Regions from separate parts of the Macaca mulatta genome. Here region 1 is linked to region 2. A link is a contact called in public Hi-C data. All regions are on one chromosome and are shown on one strand. Each heading gives the region's core, a stretch centred on a gene start, on an enhancer-like site or on the middle of the called end of the contact. The rest is flanking DNA. Distances are from core to core; before and after follow the strand shown. Region 1 holds the start of ZNF267 (zinc finger protein 267). Region 2 holds the start of PRSS36 (serine protease 36).

Region 1 (2,990 bases), core at 157-2,656, 690 kb before region 2:
GATTGGATAGAGAGTGGCTATACAGGGCCCTGTGCAAAACCTCAAGTCAAAAGACATTCTTTCTGATAACGTATCTGTGCCTAGGGAAGATGAATGAAAAAGAGGCACAAAGATTTTTTTGCAGTGGAGTGTCAGGGACTTTTTTATTCTCTCTTTCCTCTCATGTGAAATGTATACCAAAATAACACAAATCTTTAAAAAAGTGTCATCCACTGCTCTGTGAAATCATGATTAATGAATAAAATACTCTATATGAAATGTACAGTAAATGACCAGTAGTTAATAATGTTGTGAATTGGAGAGGGGAAGTTAGCCTTTGGAAATGTCGGGAAGGAACTGGAAATTTAATATTTTACTGCAAGCCCCGTTAGACTGGGAGAACACAGTGGTGGATTTGAAACTCTGCGTGCCACACACGTTAGGAAACCGCAGGGGAAAACCAGTTCCCCTGGGCAGTGTTAAGATGATTAACGAGCAGGCGATTATACGGAAGTAGTTATAGTGCCCCAGGTTTCTAGGAAGAAAAACCAAAACCAAACTCACATGCATTTCTTGTAAATTACAACTTTAGGGGAAAACAAAATTCAGACTTAACGAACCACAAAGCTCCAATTCACCTCCACCTGCATAGTCTAAATAAGGCAACTACAGAACTGTAACCCATCGGTTAATTTGGTCCGCTTACTCATGCACCTTATAAAAAACATTTCCTTCAAGCCCCTGTGGGGACCTCCGAACCACAAACCAGGACTGCAGGTTTCCCACGTCACAAATCGCTATTTGCTCAAATTCTTCAACGTTTTAACAGTGACTCCCTTTAATTCTTAATAGGAGAAAGGAGTGACTGAGGACCCCACGGGGCAGTTTCTCCCCACACACGAACCACACACCGAACCTGGGTCTCCCCTGAGACGCTCCCGTCCTCACCGCACAATCTGGGGGAGACGGGGGGCTGCGGCGCGGAGCCGCCCAGAGAGGGCTCTGGCCAGGGCCGAGGTCGCTCTGCGGGGTCGGGACGGGACGGGACAGGACGCGAGGGGTCCCGGCTGCCGGCCTGGCGGCCATCTTGCAGCGGAGGAGACCGAGGGCCGAGCTGCGCCCGCTGGGACTCGGGGACCAGACCCCGGAGCTGACTGCGGGGAGGCCCGGGTGCCCCTACAGCGGGTTCTGGCCGCTTCCGACCACCCCCTTCCCCACTCTGGGGACCCCCGACCCCCACACTCACCATTTCCCAGCTTCCGGGATGCTCTGGCGTCTTAGCTACGGATCTCCCAGTGCCTGCAGGTCACAGAACAACAGAGACTGTTTATTCTCAGAACGTGAAGCTGCCTGGGCCTCCCAGAACTAAAGACTCAAGGCCGTGATGAGGAGACCCGACCTCTAACTGGAGCCGACAAAGGCCCCCGCCAAATCCCGGAAGCCGCCCCTGCTCTCCGGCTTCACTCCTGATTGGATGGTTTCCATTCCAGCGCCTCTGATTGGATAAAGCTCCATGCCCCGCCCCCTCACTACTAGTGGGTTTTTTTATTTTTATTTTTTATTTTTTTGAAAGGGAGACTGGCTCATTGAGGTGGGGCCGCCTGCCGCGGGTATTACAGCTAATTAAGGGGTGAGCTGCGACTTGAAATGCACTTGATCTTTCCCTTACCTGGTTCTGCTTGTATAAGACATCTTATTAGCTAATTAAGAAGTACATTTAGACACCTTTAAAGCAAGAAAGACCCTCATCCCGTACCACACTGTACCCCACTGCTAACGCCACCGTGGGAGGGGGCCCCTCAGCTGGGAACAGAAGACTGTACACTTCATTCACGTGTTTTCAATTAGGCCTTTGCATGATACATACACTGAACCAGTACAAAAGCATCTTATAGGGGCATGCAGGCTGGGGTCCCAGGAGGATGTTGCGGGCAGTGGTGGAACGTGGAAGAGGGGCTGGCCTCTTCTTCTAATCTACAACTCTGTCCCCGTCTCCTGGAGTCTGCATCACTGGCAAGGGGCCCGCTGACTGTCCGTCTGTCTCTCCTTCTCAATCCCTTCAAGCTCAGGGAAGAAGGGTCCTTGGCAGCGACAGGGCTGGGAGCTCAGTTCCTCTGGGCCCTGCTGGCTCAGGCTCAGTGGCCATGGACTCCTCCTCTGGTTTTTGTTTTTGTTTTGAGACAGGGTCTCACTCTATTGCCCACGCTGGTGCAGTGTGCAATCATGACTCACTGCAGCCTCCCGGGCTCAAGCAATCTTCCCACCTCAGCCACCTGAGTAGCTGGAACTACAGGAACATGCGACCATGCCCGGCTGATTTTTGTATTTTTTGTAGAGATAAGGTTTCACCATGTTGCCCAGGCTCGTCTCGATCTCCTGAGCTCAAGCGATCCTTCCACCTTAGCCTCCCAAGTAGCTGGGGCTACAGGTTACTAGTCAGTTCTCCAACTCCTGAGCTCAAGTATTCTGTCCGCCTTGACCTGCCAGAATGCCCTATCCCTGTTTTTCTGGAGTCTTGGAGCTAGTGGCGCTGCAGCACCTCTGCTTTCAGATTCTCCTAGTCTTCCCGCTGAGTAGAAGGTGGGAGAGGAGGTGGGTGTCAGACTGGGCCAGGGCCCTAGGCCCCCATCTAGCTTGGTTAAACTCCCAGTTGGGACAGTTTAGGCGCTGTGCCTTATTCAGTGAGACGCGTGGAACAAATACTTCCCTCCCCAAAGCAGAAAGATCCCTGATTGCTGACAATCAGGATTCTATGTGCTTGACTCGGCCTGGGGCCCTGCTGCCTCTCACCCTCACACCCAGTTCCAATTGCTGCACTCTGTGGCCTCCCTGCCACCAGATTAGGTGTAGATAATGGGTATGGGGTGGGGCTGCTGACACCACTGGCTGACCAAACCCCTTTCCCACACTGAAGGGAGAAAAGGCAGGAGGTTAGGAGCTCCCAAAGGCAGCACTGCTTGTGATAGCACCGCGGGAGTCCTTAGGGCCTACTAAGGGGCTGGACTGAAACT
Region 2 (2,700 bases), core at 64-2,563:
GCAAACTGGCCTATCAGCCAAGTGTTCTTACAAAAAAGAAAAAGTGAAGAAAATGCAAGTTTCTACAGAGTCCCAGAAGCCTTAACCGTTGGAAAAACCAAGGTCTTGGTGGACAGCCACAACTTTCTGCAAGACCAATTCATGTCAGTGATTGCTCTAAAACATCGCGCATTCGCTTCATCCACTCTATGACAAAGCCATTATTGCCAGGAGTCAAAACAGACTAACTCGCTCCCAAAGTCGTAGAGCTACCAAGTAGCACAGGTTTGAATTCGAGCAGTGTTCAGATTGTGGCCTCTACTCTCTCAGCCCAGACCCACAGAAGAATGTCTCAAAAAAGGCCATTCTTCACTCTTTGACCAATTCCGGAGAAGTAGTGGGCTTTTTAGTGCAAAGCCAGAGAATCAAGAGCCCTTGGACCCCAAATGACAGAGATCATCCAAGTGCTCGCCTTAAGAGGCCAAAGTCAACAGGTACTCGAGTCCCCAGCCGTGGGGCTCCAGATGGTTCTGTTTTCTCATCTACCCTGCCTTCCCCCGGGCGAACCAAAAGCAACGAAAGCCCTTTTGAAACGCCCCACTTTAAATACACGAACAAGATCAACTCATCCTCCCAGCGCAGGAAACGCGGCGCTTCCCCCGCAGGAAAAGGGAAAGGACCAGGAGAGGGTGTGGCCTCGACGGCTGTTATTCTCCGTCCCAATCTCAGAAAAAAGAAATTTAGACCAGGAGCGGAAGCTCACGCCTGTAATCCCGACACTTCGGGAGGCCGAGAAGGGCGGATCACCTGAGGCCAGCAATTCGAGACGGGCCTGACCAACATGGTGAAACCCCGTCTTTACTAAAAAACACAAAGATTAGCCGGGCTGTGGTGGCAGGCGCCTGTAATCCCAACTACTAAGGAGGCTGAGGCAGGAGAATCACTTGAACCCAGGAGGCGGACATTGCAGCAAGCTGAGATCGCACCACTGCACTCCAGCCTGGGCGACAGAGGGAGATCTTGACTCAAAAAAAAAAAAAAAAATGGGGCGGGAAAAACTCTCGGGCCAGGTCACCGAGTCCGTTGGTGGATCCACGACCACCTCCTCCAAACCGTTAAGCCGGAGCGCGGCCCAGATACCGAGCCTCCGCCCCCAGCCGCGTGGCAACCGAGGCGGGAATGGAGCTGTCCCGCCCCTTCGCGAAAGACCAGAGGAACAAGGCTCACACCGGACGCGCGCCGCCAAGTCTTCCGCGAAGGGTCTCGCGACAAAAAGCTGAACCGACACGAGGCGGGGAAGGGGTACCCGCACCGCGAAGGGGGAGGGGCCCGCAGAGCGCGTGCGCACCGCGAGTGCCCGGATGCAGCACTGCGACAAAGCGGGCCTGAGCGCGGGGCCGGGAGTTGGGGGAGGCGAGGCCACGGAAACCGGGCATTTTCCACCCTCACCTGATGCTTCAAGCCCCTAAGAAGCGTCCCTCCCAACGACCACCCCAAGCAAACGGACTGCGAAGAGAAGACTTGCCGCCCCGCGCGCGAGGGCCAGAGGAGCGAAACAAAATGGCGACACCAGCCTCCTCCAGTTACCCCTCTCCGCGGTTTCCCGCCACAGGGGCGCGAAAGAATCCCACACAGGATCGCCACCCCGGTCCCACCGAAAATGAAAAGCCTAGGTGGGAGGCCTCGGCCCGGTACGCCGCCGCCGCCTCGCGCCCTTACCTACCGTTTGAGGCCATGTCGGCGCACGCGCGCACAGCCAAGCAAGCAACAAGATTCCAACAACGCAGAGCACCGACGCCTGGAGGACTGAGCAGCCCCGCCTCCTGCGTCGAAGCTTAAGTAGGTCCCGCCGCCTACGCACCGCGCAGGCGCGCACCAAACGCGGAAGAGCAGGGGGAGGCAGGAAAGCGCTCCGCCCCCTTCCTAGCGTAGGTAGAGGTTCCGAGCATGCAGATGGGAAACGAGTTAACTAGAATCATGCAAATACTATACATAATGATATTTTTGGGGGAAGAACCCCTCTCTCCTCGGCAGGACTAGCCCACGATCTAACTCCACCCCCATGAAGGCACAGTGGTACGGCCTGAGTGCCCGCTGGGGGCGGGGCGGGGCGGGGCCGGGCGGCTGGGGACGAAACTGGAGTCACCGCCGGGAGTCGCGGGGTGGAACCGACATTCCTGTGGCCGGGCCTCTTCGCTGGGCCCCGCTTTCACCCAGGACGGCGAGCTCCTGCCCTCCGCCCTCTTGCCGCTGTATGGGGCGCCTTGTCCCCGCGGCTCCAGCCTCCCTCGTCGTCAGCACACTGGCCCTGCGCCCTGGTGTTGACTTCGTCGTCTTTCGGGGTTGCCTTGCTTTTCGGCCTTTCTGGGGTTCGGGAATTATGACGTTTGACCTGAAAGACAGCAGGGATTTCGGCCGGGACCCCTGAGCGCCGAGCTGGTCCAGCACTGGGCTCTCACCCGGACCCTCGCGGCTTTGCCCCTGGGGAGCCGCGGGGCGGAGCAGTCCAGGCCATCCTTGGGACAAGAGAGGGTTGGCCTCAGATGAAGGGCCCCCCAGCCTTTGCTCAGGGACCTCCTTTTTATTTTTCTGAAGCCCTACCAGGGAACCAGTGGCGATCCCAGAAATAAAACGTGTACAAGGCTTAAGTGGTTTCAAAATGCACAGATAATTTCCTTCTCATCAGTCTTACGAAGGAGGTAAACATATCTCCGTTTTCTA

The links. Hi-C and Micro-C count contacts between places; a contact is called where the count stands out from the background.
Region 1: a Hi-C map of cortical neurons shows a contact between it and region 2, with 6 times the contacts expected there. The contact joins the promoter of ZNF267 here to the promoter of PRSS36 in region 2. A contact is called at or near these places in 2 of 14 Hi-C or Micro-C datasets (cortical neurons and fetal cortical plate).

What each region holds. Positions count from the first base shown.
Region 1 is chr20:30,510,238-30,513,227 of T2T-MMU8v2.0, reverse strand. It overlaps ZNF267 (zinc finger protein 267), which reads right to left and starts at 1,406. Exons shown (of 4, transcript NM_001278474.1): 1 at 1,226-1,406. The coding sequence starts at 1,228.
Region 2 is chr20:29,823,426-29,826,125 of T2T-MMU8v2.0, reverse strand. It overlaps PRSS36 (serine protease 36), which reads left to right and starts at 1,313. Exons shown (of 17, transcript XM_077985917.1): 1 at 1,313-1,818. FUS (FUS RNA binding protein) reads right to left here and starts at 1,791. Exons shown (of 14, transcript XM_077985930.1): 1 at 1,703-1,791. The coding sequence starts at 1,715.